3 separate regions of the Mus musculus genome follow, and all the other regions are linked to region 1. The links are chromatin contacts, called in public ChIA-PET and HiChIP or PLAC-seq maps. All regions are on one chromosome and are shown on one strand. Each heading gives the region's core, a stretch centred on a gene start, on an enhancer-like site or on the middle of the called end of the contact. The rest is flanking DNA. Distances are from core to core; before and after follow the strand shown. Region 1 holds the start of Psma1 (proteasome subunit alpha 1). Region 2 has its middle 5.0 kb from the start of Insc. Region 3 has its middle 20 kb from the start of Calca.

Region 1 (4,615 bases), core at 997-3,496:
CATGGAGAATTTTCTTCTGGTGAGCGGCAAGCTCTGACTGTGCTCTCTAAATAGACACAATATGGTATTTTAGTTCAGAGGTTCACTGTTTATCAGTGGAATCTACATTTGATAGTTCTGTTCCTGAGGAAGAAGACAGGGTTATATTTCACTCACCTTCAGTGCAACCAGCACTGCGTGCGTTTTTGATTTTAGACCAACTGTTGCTGAACCTTGCTTAACAGCTTCCATTGCATATTCAATTTGATGAATCCTGCCCTAAAGACAAACATTTTTTTTCACGTTTTAAAACCAATAAACGAATTTTAATTCTAACTTGAAGGTCACAGCCTATAATCTCACAAGCTTTGTTTCCTTTTCTTTTAAGGAGTTCTACTAAGCTGCTCAAATTGCCCACTGACTCCATGATCCTATGGCTTCAGCCAACGGCAGACCAATGAAGATTAAGATGTGTACCACCAAGCCCAGTTTACAATCTCATAGGTCCCTGAACCTACTTCAGCCATGAAAAGTCACTTCATTGATATGGCATAAAACATTTTTTACCTGAGGGCTCCAAACAGTGACATCATTGTCATACTGGTTTCGAAACTGAAAGTGGAAGAAAGATTAAATGAGAACATTACAAAGTTCAAATTTTAACATTAAGACATGTGTTTCAATTGTTACAGCCTCTCTCCTAGTGCAGCTTTCTTGAGACATTATTACAGCACTCAGTTTGCAATGCAATTCTACCTTAACAAGGTCCCTTAACCATGCTGGAGCTGTTGGGATGAATGGACTAGGTTCTCCCTAACTCTATATCCTGCCATTCTCCACAGCACTCCCCTTGGGTAGTCAAGTGCTAAAGAATGCACACACCAACTTTCCCTCCACTTTGCTCATACTGTTCTCTACACAGGGCTCTAATAATCTGGCAAAGGCCTTTTCTGTACATTGACTCAAATGTCTATCTTTGAAGGTTTCTTCTTTTCTCCGAAAATTCTCAGCACAATATTCCAACAGAGCTTGAAGGTTTCTTCTTTTCTCTGAAAATTCTCAGCACAATATTCCAGCAGAGCTTTGAGATACAGGTTTCATGAAGCCCAGTCTGGCTTTTTCCTATATACCTGGGAAAATGATCTTGAAGTCCTGTCTCAACCTACCAAGTGCTCAGATTACAGGTGTCTGCTATCATGACCAACTATACATATTTTTTTCTTCTTTTCTTCCTTCCTTTTTTTTTTTTTTTTTTTTTTTTTTGGTGTCGGTCTCTACACTATGGATGTCCTGGAACTTTGACTTAGGCTTGCCTCAAACTCACAGAATTCTGCCTCTCTGCTTCCTAAGTGCTGGGATTAAACTCGTGTACCATAACACCTTCCAACATACCTTTTTTATCTTTATAGTATGAATAAAGTTATGTTTGGTTTAACTTTGAGCTCTCTACCTGCACCCTGTCACTGGATGAATTAACATATACACAAATCCTCAGTAAAGAGGTGGGCACAAATTGCTACCGTGGCAGACCCACTACAGCCATAATGTCATTACTAAAGCAAGTGTATCGGCTCTTAGGAGAATACTCATAATGGCAAAAAAGGCAAGAGTTCGCATGGCAGACTCCACAGAAGCAGCTCAGGGCCCTGTGCTGTAAACCTGAATCCATTACTTCCCCTTTTAGAACAAAGTGACTGTATGGAGTCTTTCCCGACGGCATTCTAATGAGACAGATTAAGACAGACCCACAAGGAAGATGAATTTGGTCTAAAGACCTGACTGCAGGCTCAGGTCTGCGCAGGCGATGCCAGGTGCACCCCTCCATTCCTATAGCCTTCCTCCTATGCAGATGACAAAGGACCATAGGGCATCTTGAAATCGGCCACCTAAGTAAATTGAGAGGGGAGGGCCTCTGGCTGGGCGAGGGAGAGCGCCTGGACCCCACGTAAGGTGGAGAAGCTGAGCGAAAGGCCGCCCAGGTTACTGATCGTTTCCCGCCGGCCAGGCCGCAGATGCTGAATCACTGTAGGAGACTGTCCGTGAGGTAAGCTCCCTCTCCCACCGCCCCACGCCCCAGGGAACAGAGGCCGATCCCCGACCACGTCAGTGTACCTCAGCCCCAAACCCTTCGAGGACTCGGGGCTCAACACACCATAGCTCCGGCGCAGCGACAACCTGACCCAGCAGCGGACACAGGAACACGGCCCCAACTACGGTTCGGTGATCGTCAAAGAAGCCTGCGGAGTCTTGACGGCGGCGACGCAGGAAGTGCAATCTATCCCAGAGCCACGGATCGGCGTCTAACGCTGCCCCGCCCTCCAGCCTTAAGTGGGCGGGGCCTGCGAAAGCTGAGAACGTGGGATTGGCAGGAAGCTCCGGGGTGGGAAAGCCAATGCGCAGAGAAAGCGGGGGGCGTGGCTTCACGTCACGCCCAGAGTTTCCTTGCTTTTTTTTTTTTTAATCCCCAAGTGGATTGCAGATTCCCGCCAACTCTCGGTCCTCTCAGTTGAACGTCGCCACCTAGCTCGGGATGGTGCGGTGGTCCCTCATAGATCTGTCACAGTGCACAGAGAGGTTTGGGAAACAGCGTGTCTGAAAGAGGCTGCAGAAAAAAAAAAAAAAAAAACAAGTGTGTGTGTGTGTGTGTGTGTGTGTGTGTGTGTTCATATTCCTGGCCTGAGATGCTTGAGTACTTGGAGAGCCCATCCTTAAAGGCTCCATGGTCTCGCATGATCGTGATACTTATGATCATTAGTTGCTATTGTAGGACCTGGTTTCTGTCCTGGCACTTGATCTTCTGCTGTCCACAACCAAATACCGTATCTGGTAGATTAGGCCACTAGGGGGAAGGTGCGAGTTTTCTTACGAGTTTTAAAAGAGTATGTTTTGGTTTAATCCCCAAATGAAATCAAGACTGCTAATTCTGTTGAATAACGTGTACCCAGAGTCAGGTAAGGATCTTTAAGGATCTGAACTTTGATGGCGGAGTAACACATCATTTAAATGTCTATGTTCACAGTAATTAGTATCACATTCTAAATATTTTCATGTCTGTATATATATGTACATTTTTTGTTTTTACATTTGTTTTGTGTGTGTGTCTGTGTCCCTGCATACCCTTTTTTGGGAGTCTGAAGACAACTTGAAGTTGGTGGTTCTCTCCTTGCGCCACGTGGATTCTGGGATTGAACTCAGGTTCACAGCTTGGCAGCTAATATAGCAATCCTCTGAACCATCATGCTTTTTGCTTTTCTTTTTCTCATCTCTCTCTGGGTTTGCACCCTCCCTCCCTCGTTTATATGCTCTCAACAGTTAATTAGATTGCTTTGTTCTTTAAATTCACCAACACTGGCTCTTGTTATTTTTAAAAATTTCTGACTTTAAATTGATAGATAGTGCTGTTTTGTTTTCGCAGCACCAGCACGGTGCCTAGCACATATTAGGTACATAATTTGTATTGCTGAATGAACAATGGATTTGGAATGAATGGGAAAATTAAATGCTCATTTAAAAATGGTTGTGGAACTGCAGAGTGCTGTCTACAACCTTCTGCAACTCTAGGGAATCGGACCTCTTCCGGCTACCGTGACGCTTGTGCATACATGTTGTACTTCTTTTTTTTTTTTTAAATATTTTTTATTAGGTATTTTCCTCATTTACATTTCCAATGCTATCCCAAAAGGCCCCCATACCCTCCCCCCCCCCCCCACTCCCCTACTCACCCACTCCCACTTTTTGGCCCTGGCGTTCCCCTGTACTGGGGCATATAAAGTTTGCGTGTCCAATGGGCCTCTCTTTCCAGTGATGGCCGACTAGGCCATCTTTTGATACATGTTGTACTTCTATACAGAGAAAATACTCATAGACATAAAATAGTTTAAAGCACCCAAATTAGCCCATCTACTTTTGAGATTTCTTTTAGAAGATGTTATAAAAATCTTCACAATTCTTTTCTATAGTCATGTGCCTCACACAAATACATGTTTTAAGATAAGATTATACTAAACTGTCTCTTACTAATACACTTAAAAAGTTTTAGCCAATTTACCATGCCTGTAGGTAATGACCTATATTAATTTTAGTAGTTGCATGGAAGTCTATCATGTGGAAATATAATAATCTAGTATCGGTGAGATCTTAGCAGGTTTTTGCTGTTATTAAAGTAATATGACTATTCTAGTGTACACCTTTTGTGTGTTTGATGAATTTATAACATGTGAGGTCAAAGGGAAGATAGTTATAATTACAATAAATATATGTTAGTTATAAGATGGAATATCAACTTATATTCAGTGGTGACTGACAGGCCACTTTGTATATACTTTCAGCAGCACCATGGGTATTGTGTATTCCTTCTAACTTGTCAAACTGATGAGCAGAAAAAGAAAAAAAAATCCTCTAATTTGAGTGTGCTTTGTCTTTTCATTACTAGTAATAATATTTTTGTGTTTCTTCACTGTTCCTCCAATGATTAAGGAAGTTACTTAATGATTTGCCCTTGATTTTGCTTTTGTTGTTTTCTCATTAGCTTGTAGTTATGATAATGATGCCACTGTGGTCCTACGAAGGAAAGATCTTTCTAGAAACAAAGAAAAGAAAATCCTCATTCTGGCTCACATAAAAGCTGGTGTGTATG
Region 2 (4,615 bases), core at 929-3,428, 460 kb after region 1:
CTAAGCCAAGACATTTCCTCTCACCAAGCCTCAGTTTCCCTGTCTGTCAAATGGAGGGTTTGAGATGGAATGTCTTTGTTGATCCTTGTCTCTCAAAGTAAGTCTGCATCAGAATTTTTATGGGATGCTTAGAAACTGAGACCTGCAGGGCCCCTTGTGGAGCCAGTAAGTAGTTAATAACAGGTTTTCCAAAGCAGAAGGAGGCAGAGAGAGACTAAGCAGTATTTGCCCAGGTCTGTGGTGTAAATAAATACTCCTACCATGGCCAAGTTCAAGCTAAGAATGTGAAATCCTGGCAGCAGTTTAAGGCATGGGGAGGGGGAGGGAAGGAGAAAGAGAGGAAGGGAGGGAATATTGAAAACCCATCACCACCGGGCTCTCTATAACAAAGCAGTCTGGGAGAGGTGATTTCCTAGAGAAGGCAGGCAGTATGTAAATAACCCATTTAAAGTCTACCAAGCCTCCTGTTCTAGCTCTAAGGTCTTTTTTCTTTCTCAGGAGTATCCTACCTTCCTTTCTTCATTCTATCTTCCTTCCTTCCTCCTTTCTCCTTCCTTCCTCCCTCCCTCCCTCCCTTCCTTCCTCCCTCCCTCCCTCCCTCCCTCCCTTCTTCCTCCTCCCTCCCTCCCTCTGTTCCTTCCTTCCTTTCTTCCTTTTGCTCTTTTCTCCATAAACTGTCTCTGTCTCTATCACTATCCATGTGACCCTGTGAACCTGGTCCAATTTTTTGCCTTGAGACACAAGAACCTAGAAATCTAAGCAGATGCTGTCTGGATTCAGATCTCTGACTATAAGAGAACTGCTGTCCTCCTTGGAAAGAGGAGTGTACTTGGGACTCCAGATCACCATCTACCTGCTGACCCTGAAGCTCTGAGGAGACCTAGGTTTCACATCCTAGGTTGTAATATCCAGGATGGAGACTTTGGGGGGGGGCAGCAGGGGGGTGTTGGGGAAGGTCTTCTTACTCTCCCTTCTAATTAAATTACAGATTCTCACACTAGTGATGGAAGTTGGACACATCTCTCTCTTGAGGAGGTGCGGAGTCAGGCTGGAAAGATCGGTGAGCTGCTAGAACAACAAAGGCCCTTTAAAGAAAAACAACTTCTGGTCAAGAGAGTAGCATCTTGGACGACTAACATTCTAGTTGATAAGGTTAATGACCTGGGTTCACCTCGGCCCATGCTGAGGAGCTAGGAGGAATAATCATTCCTTTAATGGGAGAGTAGATATCTCTCCTTCCTTGCTTTTCACAGTCTCTACTGCACAGCCATGAGGTTTGACTGGTCTGCCCATCTTTCTGAATAAACTTTAATTTTTTTCTGTCTCTTTCATTTGGGATGCTGGCCAGAACCTAAGGATACTTTTTCTACACCTTGGGGTTTGTTGCTCTTTCCCTACAACTTCCCTACCCCTGTCTCCTGGCTGCTGCTGCTATGTGGCCATCCTCCATGCTGGCACCTCAAATGGCATGGCTTTTTTCTTCTCACATCCGTTATTCTCTGAGAAGCTGCTAAGATTTACGGATTGCCTGCCCCGTGTTTTTGTTTGTTTATCTTCTTTCTTTTAAACTCTAATAAAATTGTCTGGGGCTTTTGTTGAGTTCACTTTTAAATTCTTTTACTAATGAGAATAGCAACCCCAAGACAAGGATCTAGATCTCCTTGGTATCACTGTGTCCATTCTGGCCTGTCTGGGACTCTGTTCATATGCACTTCTCTCTGTCCTCTGTGAATACCTGCCCTTCCATCCCTTCCAGATGCTGAGCAATATCTCTCTGCATGCCTCTCAGGGATTCAGGAGAGATCCAGGACAGGAGATTGCAACTGAGTAACAGAATCCTGGTCCTCCTCTCCTCTCCGTGGGTCGAGCTGTCAGCTCAGCTGCTGCCACGGTAACCTTCTGCTATCTCTTCTGATATCAGTCCTGAAAGCTGGTCTGGTCCAAAGCTATTTCTATGTAATGTCCTCATCTGGATAACCTTCTCTCTGCTGGTGGAAGACAGAGTAGAATATAGTATCTTTGTCATTAGAAATGCTGAGACATAGAGGACACTAGAGAGCCCAGGAAAATCAACCAGCCACCAACAGGGGGAGTCACAGAAGCTGGCAGAGGGATTGGATACGGGGAAAGAACTAACTGTCTTCAAGACTGGACAAGTTTTTACTTGGGAGATAGGCTGGAAGTTTAGATTTGAGCTAAACTGGACCCCTCCCTTTCTCTTGTTCTAGAAGGCAGTGGTTCCTAAGTGTAATTCCAAACAAATTCCTTAGAAATGCAAATTTCTGGACGAGTCATTTATTCCCAGAGCCACTGCCTGCATCACTGCACTTCCGGATCTGATTGTAGGAGGTGGTTTGAATGTGAAAGGTCCCTCCCTTCCCCCCCCCACCCCCCACAAGCCTCATGTATTTGAATACTTGGCCTCAGCTGGTGTTACTGTTTTTTGGAGGAAGTAGGTTACACGGGGTGGGCCTTGCGGTTTTATAACCTGGTCCCACCTGTGTCAGCTCTCTTGCCCAGATGTGAGGAGGTAAGGAGTACCAACTGCTCACTGCTGCCACCCTGGACCAGCTTCTGCCATGCTGTAAGCTCCCACCAAAAAGAACAGAGTCCTCTACTGTACCTTCTGTGATAAATTATTTCTTTACCAGTGAAACAAGCCAATTTAAGCCAGATTAAGGTATACATGGGTAGGTTTATTGTCATGAGGAGGCAAAGAGAGGGGAGGGTAAAGAGATAGAAAGAGTGCACACACACACACACACACACACACACACACACAGAGAGAGAGAGAGAGAGAGAGAGAGAGAGAGAGAGAGAGATCAAAATGTCTGGATTATATAGGGAAGAGTCTCTGGGGGAAGGGAAGCCCAGCCACTGAGCTGGAAAGTTCAGGGTTAGGGACAGGGTATGCCAGTTGGGACTGAGGGATACTGGGAGAACTTGGAGGTCAGGTCTGCTTTGGTATGTAAAATATGAACCCCTTGTCCAGGGGTCTGAAACCAAATATCCTGCATCATAATAAACTTTATCCCTTTGAACTGTGAGCCAAGATGACCAACTCTCCCTTGAGATGCTTTCTAAGATATTTGGTCAGAGTAACTAGACAAAGGATATTGAGGGTTATAAGCCCCTCAATCCAGGCTGCCATGCAAAGTCATCCTCGGGCCTCGCTGGGCATGATCTTTTGGTGGTTGCTTGGGAGAACGCACATCTCCTGCCCAGTTTGTAGATGCTGCTAGCAAAGCAGGGAAACTTCAGGCAGCACCCACGTTCGTTCCTGAAGACGACTGATCCTGACTTCTGCGCATGCCTGCTCTCAGCTCTTCAGGCTTTTGATGGTTTCCCTGAATCATTGCTGAGCCCTCCCTCCTTTTTACCATCTCGCTGGAGCATGGCTCTGTGTTGAATGATGGTGATATTCCATTGCCTCTGTCTTAGTTAGGGTTTTACTGTTGTGAACAGACACCATGATCAAGGCAAGTCTTATAAAAAACAACATTTAATTGGGGCTGGCTTACAGGTTCAGAGGTTCAGTACATTATCATCAAGGTGGGAGCATGGCAGTACCCAGGCAGGCATGGCGCAGGAGGAGCTGAGAGTTCTATGTCTTCATCCAAAGGCTGCTAGTGGAAGACTGACTTCCAGGCAACTAGGGTGAGGATCTTATACCCACACCCACAGTGACACACCCATTCCAACCAGGTCACACCTATTCCAACAAGGCCACACCTTCAGATGGTGCCACTCCCTGGTCCAAGGATATACAAACCATCACAGCCATGTTGTGAGCTCCTGTGGGCGCCCTCCAGCCTCATCTAAGTGTGCAGAGCTCACACTGTGGGGATTCGGAGCAGCCCAGGGCTCACCTATATTCTCCCAGGGCTCCTTGGCATGTGGATGAATCAGAAGGGTGTGGTAGTGCTGGGCCTTCTCTTAGAAAAAAGGCAAAAAATGTAGGGCAAGCTGGACCCAGATCAAGCCTAGGTGTTGGCTATGGACCTGGCTGAGCAGATGGTAAACCTCAAGTCTTCCATCCATTTGGGAATCCATTCTGCTTTTAGAAGTAACATGTAAGCACCATGTAAACTGGTGGATGGAGGATAGCCCCTTTGGGAAGACAAAGACCTGGAGTTAGGCTGGAATAGCCATTTGCCTGATGCAGCTCTGGATAAGAGTCCCAGGTCCCTAATTGATTAGGTGGCCTAAGGTATCTGTGATTATATTTAGGGTATGTGAGTCTCCTGTGCATCCTTGTGGGTTCCCATGAACATCTCTGTGACTTTATTTTAGTTACTTTTCCTGGTCATTGTCACCAAAAATCTGGCAAGAAGCGGCTTAAGAGAAGAAATATTTGGACTCATGGTTTGGGGGTACAGTCTACCATGGTGGGGGAGGCACTGAGGAGCAGGAGGAGTGGAGCTTCCTCACACCACAACTCTGAACCAGGAAGCAGAGAGCCAGAGTGATCACACTAGCTAAATGTGGGGCTAGGCTCTAACCCATGTGTCCGTTCCTCGAACAACTTACTTCTCAGGCTAGGGCCCACCCCCGACAGCTCCAGAGCCTTCCAAAACAGTACCAAGGCTGGAGAACACCTGTCTGTGCAAAAACA
Region 3 (4,615 bases), core at 1,294-3,793, 340 kb after region 1:
ATTTTCTGCATTTTATCCTGAAGTAGTTAAGTATAGACAAGTTATTATTTAAGTCTTATGAGTAGGCAATTAAGAAAACAAAATAACAGCATAAAAGCAAGGCTTGATTGGTTCCATTTGCTGATTTGTGGTATAGACGCTCCTGTGGTCAAGGTCAAGCTATCACTGTGACATCACTAAATGAAGGTTGAGAAGTGGTGTGACTAGCACACTATTGTATAGTGTGCTCCATATGGAAATCATCCACATAAAGAACTTCCAGAAAACAAAGAGTGGTGGAGGACAGTAACATTAACAGACAATTGCAACCTTTGAGTATTACCATCACCTTTTAAAGTTGATTTGGGCAGAGTGAGGTGGCTTAGTTGGTGAAGTGCTTGTCTCACATTTGAGGATCTGGTTTAATACCTATCATTGATGGAGGAGAAAGCCAGATATACTGGTACCTACCTGAAATCTTAGTGCTCGGGAGATGGAAACGGAGATCCTGGAGCTGGCACTCCATCCAGTCTAGACAAATCAGTGAGCTCTAGGTTCAGTAACAGGACTTGTTTGGAAAAAAAAAAAGTGGAGAATGATTGAGAAAGACACCAGTATTGACTTCTACCCTCCATACACATATAAACACATACACACATATACAAATAACTTTATATAACTCAATTATATTTATGACTCGATGGCATTTAGTAATTAGTTTGATATTTCTGAAAATTTAGCAATCAACTCTCAAAAGTTTATATACACCAGTGCCAGAATACCACTATCTACTACTCCTTTTTATTTATTTTTATATTTATTTTATATGTATGGGAGTTTTGCCTGCATGTATGTCTGTGTACCATATGCATGCTATTGCCAGCGGTGATGTGTCAGAGCCTTCTGGAACTAAAGTTATATATGGTTGTGTGGATACTGAGACTTGAGCCTTAGTACTCTGGAAGAGCAGCCAGTGTTGTTTAACCACTGAGCCCTGTCTAACTACATGTAATATAATATTATACAGTGATTTTCCAGAGGCAGTATGAGCACTAGCACTCCAGTTCTCTAGAGCTATCATTCATTATCAAAGTAATGGTGGATAAGGCTAGGTTTAGTTTGTTGCTTTGTCATAAAAGACTATACATTGATATTTTTCTCTATTTTCCCTTTAGCATCTCTCCAAATTCATCTGACAAAGCTCAGACTTGACAGAAAATAAAGACATTTTTCTTTTTTTTCCTTTTTTAAATTTTTTAAATTAAAAAAAATTTATTAGATATTTTCTTCATTTACATTTCAAATGCTATCCCAAAATCCTATACCCTCCCCCTGTCCTGCTCCCCTACCTACTCACTCCCACTTTTTGGCCCTGGTATTCCCCTGTACTGGGGCATATACAGTGTGCAATACTAAGGGGCCTCTCTTCCCAATGATGGCCGACTAGGCCATCTTCTGCTACATATGCAGCTAGAGACACAAGCTCTGGGGATACTGGTTAGTTCATATTGCTGTTCCTCCTATCGGGTTGCAGACCCTTTCAGCTCCTTAGGTACTTTCTCTAGCTTGTTCATTGGGGGCCCTGTGTTCCATCCAATAGGTGACTGTGAGCATTCACTTCTGTATTTTCCAGGCACTGCATAGCCTCACAAGAGACAGGTATATCAGGATGAAGGCATTTTTCTGATTGCAATGAATGAATGAGATTTGCCCTTCCATGTGTTTATTCACAGTGTCAACTTTTGTTTATAGTCCTTGTAATTTGCCCCTCCCCCTCCCTGATAACCAGCCACTAGCTGAGCCACTGCCTTCACTGTTTTAGACAAAGAGAGCCTCTCTTCTTAGGACAAAGTGCTGTCCCTGGAAGAACTAGAAGGATAGCTCAGATGATTTGTTTGGGCTTACATTAAATTGTACATACAAACACCCACACTTGAGTGTACACATATATCAACACACACACACACACACACACACACATACACACACACACACACACACACTATTACTATGCAGGTCAACACTAACAGAGATTGATTATTCTCTTTTCTCTTGCTTCCAGAAACTTCCCTTCTCCATCCATTTTGAGCCGTGGATCCTGCTGATAACACTAAATGAGAGCAAAGCTTCCTGCAGCTGGTGCCGTGGTTCTGCATGGGCCGGAGGGACTGTGGGTCAGGGACTCATGCTGGCAGCCGGGGCCTCATCTTCAGGAGTCCCTGTCCCTACTGTGAAATTCAGAAATGTCCAAAGCTGAGATTCCTATCCTTCTAGTTTCAGAGAGAAGGTAGAACAGCACTAGTGGTAGAGAGAAGGGCATTGCAGGGATAGTGGAACTTCTTCCCCTACCCTACGCTCTGGAACTGATTGAATAATTGAAAACCAAACTCCTTGTTTAATCAGATATCAGAGGCCATTGCTGTTCATAACTAATGTTCTAAAAATTCCACAGATATAAAGAAACTTCAATTCTTCTAGATAGCTTGTCCTTTCTTCATCTAGCTACAGTCTTTCTAGCTTCATTGTTAGTTTTGCTGACTCCGGGTAGGGTGCTTGGTGGACTCACGTCATCGTCTATTTTAGTACATCTCCAAGATTAGGACAGCATCACTGTTCGCTTGTGGGCTTGCACAAAGAAGGTGATCAAGATGTGAGATCAGCATAAAAAATAGCTGATAACCAGACAGGCTTCTGACACTGTTGGAGATAACAAACCCCAAGGCCATGACGATGGTGACTGACATACCCCAACAGGAAAGGAGCAGAACTGTGACAAACCACACACTTTACTGTGCATTTTGTCACCATCCTACAGAGTTGAGCAGGAAGGAAGCCTAGATGGTGCACGGTACCAGCTCTCTCATTTAACAGAAGGGAAAGCTGAAGCCCAGTAGAGACTGATCTAGACATGCCACACAAAGAAGGCAACGCAAAGCAGGAATGGGAAACTGGAATCTTCTATTTCTAGTTCCTGCCTTGGTCAACCATCATTTCCATGTTATGTACTGGATGGTGCTACCTGCTTGAGAATCTGTGCCTTTTCAGCTCAGAGGTAAGGACCATTGGTGTGAAGGCATGCTCACAATGAGCTGTAGTAGACACAAGTACTTAGTCAGCCTCTTCATTCCCATTCACTCGAAGAGCTCAGAAATTTGAGTAGAGATGGAGTCACCTATGGAAATCATGTCTATTTCCAAAAGCTACATGATCCCAGCAGAAACACAGGAATAAGTGTGGACTCCAAAAGAAGACTGCTCCAGTTTGTGCTCTTTGTAACTTGTTGACTCAATAGCATACTCTCCAGTTTGAATCCTGATCAGATCCCATCTAAAGTGACTCTCAGGAGTTTGTTCTGAGTATGCAAGCATTTCACTAAAAGCAGGCTTCTATTAATACTTCCAGAAGTGACTATAGGGAGTCTAAAACTTCATGTTCTGTCTGTATGGACATGTATTTGTCTCCTGTCTTGGCCTTCTTTCTAAAATGCTACTTAATCTTATCTCTTCTGTCAACATTTAGCTAGATATTTCCTATAACCATTTTAAACCCATTTTAATCCTTGGCATCTTTTATTCCAAGATTAGTATATAATTCTCCTATTTTTTTTAAAAAAATGCACTCTTTCTGGTTGTACTTTTGCAAACAGAGTATCAAGTGGTAGAAGCTGGTTTTTCCTTTGTATCTGAGAGTGACACTGAACTTGTGCTTGTCCTGTATTCATTCACCTTGAATGTGCTAGGATTAAAGGTTGGTTCAACTTACTCTACTCAATATACCATCATATACACTGCCATACTTAGTTCAGTAGCTTTAAAACAGGAATTGCACATTATTCTTTTATGTAAAACATAATAATCTATTAGCATCCTGGAAGTTCTGAGTGCTTTGTCAAACACTACAAAGTAAAACAAGCAGTGATTTCCTGCAAGGTAATTAAAGTATGTGGGAGGAGACATAAGTGTTACCTAATTATAATCTTATGGATTAAGATACAAATAAAATGAACTACAATCAAAGTAATGTGAAAATCTTGTTGTTTAGGCTATGGTCTTCAAATCAGCAGCATTATCAGCTTCTTGATAGGTTATCTAATCCTCCAGTGGGCAGTCCTAAACACAGGTGCATATGAGCAACACTAAATGAATTCAGCAAGTGTGTGTGTGTGTAGTATGTATAACAGTAATAAATAAATACATAAAATAAGATATCATGAGAGAGAGTGGGAACATGGGAAGAGTTGTAGGGGAGATAAAGGGATAGAAATGATGAGTATAAAATTTTAAAAAGAAAAAACTGAGGACACAAGTTGGGCAGGGATGGAAGGAGGGATGTTGGATCTGGTAGAATTTGGGGTAAGTGGTGAATATCATCAAAATACTATATATGAAATTCTCAAAGAATTAATAGATACCTTTTAAAATGATAAAATGGGAATTTCAGAATGTCTGGCCCCAGCATAGAATTTGATCCCATTGTACCCAGGTCATCTGATGATGTTAATGCTATTGGTACAGCTCGAAGAGAACAGTTTTTGGACACAATGAAAGGGACACATCTACTTTAGTGGTGGGCTACCACTGATAGGATCACAGAAGAGGCATCATGTGCACTGGAAAGGGGAAAATGGATAACTTCA

Evidence for each region. ChIA-PET counts read pairs in DNA pulled down with a chosen protein or histone mark. HiChIP or PLAC-seq counts read pairs in DNA pulled down with a chosen protein or histone mark.
Region 2: an H3K4me3 HiChIP or PLAC-seq map of embryonic stem cells shows a contact between it and region 1, with 8 times the contacts expected there. The contact joins the enhancer-like site here to the promoter of Psma1 in region 1. A contact is called at or near these places in 6 of 39 promoter capture datasets (the 3T3-L1 cell line, cranial neural crest, embryonic stem cells and 2 more), 17 of 484 Hi-C or Micro-C datasets (B cells, the G1E-ER4 cell line, adipose-derived mesenchymal stem cells and 7 more) and 17 of 115 datasets of contacts at active chromatin or transcription factors (bone marrow-derived dendritic cells, bone marrow-derived macrophages, embryonic hindbrain and 6 more).
Region 3: an RNA polymerase II ChIA-PET map of effector CD8 T cells shows a contact between it and region 1, with 4 times the contacts expected there. The contact joins the enhancer-like site here to the promoter of Psma1 in region 1. A contact is called at or near these places in 2 of 39 promoter capture datasets (cranial neural crest and liver), 7 of 115 datasets of contacts at active chromatin or transcription factors (bone marrow-derived macrophages, effector CD8 T cells, embryonic forebrain and 4 more) and 1 of 9 other capture datasets (liver).

The regions. Positions count from the first base shown.
Region 1 is chr7:114,273,870-114,278,484 of GRCm38.p6, forward strand. Psma1 (proteasome subunit alpha 1) reads right to left here and starts at 2,247. Exons shown (of 10, transcript NM_011965.2): 1 at 2,132-2,247; 2 at 547-591; 3 at 157-258; 4 at 1-46. The coding sequence starts at 2,134.
Region 2 is chr7:114,738,478-114,743,092 of GRCm38.p6, forward strand. No RefSeq gene overlaps it. Among named protein-coding and RNA genes, the nearest start is that of Insc, 5.0 kb to the right of the region's middle. Within about 2 kb of position 2,179, at least 14 of the 459 cell types and tissues checked have an H3K27ac peak or open chromatin away from gene starts, as enhancers often do. A contact at or near this core is called in double positive thymocytes and embryonic stem cells, where this site is marked.
Region 3 is chr7:114,614,253-114,618,867 of GRCm38.p6, forward strand. No RefSeq gene overlaps it. Among named protein-coding and RNA genes, the nearest start is that of Calca, 20 kb to the right of the region's middle. Within about 2 kb of position 2,544, at least 16 of the 459 cell types and tissues checked have an H3K27ac peak or open chromatin away from gene starts, as enhancers often do. A contact at or near this core is called in effector CD8 T cells, where this site is marked.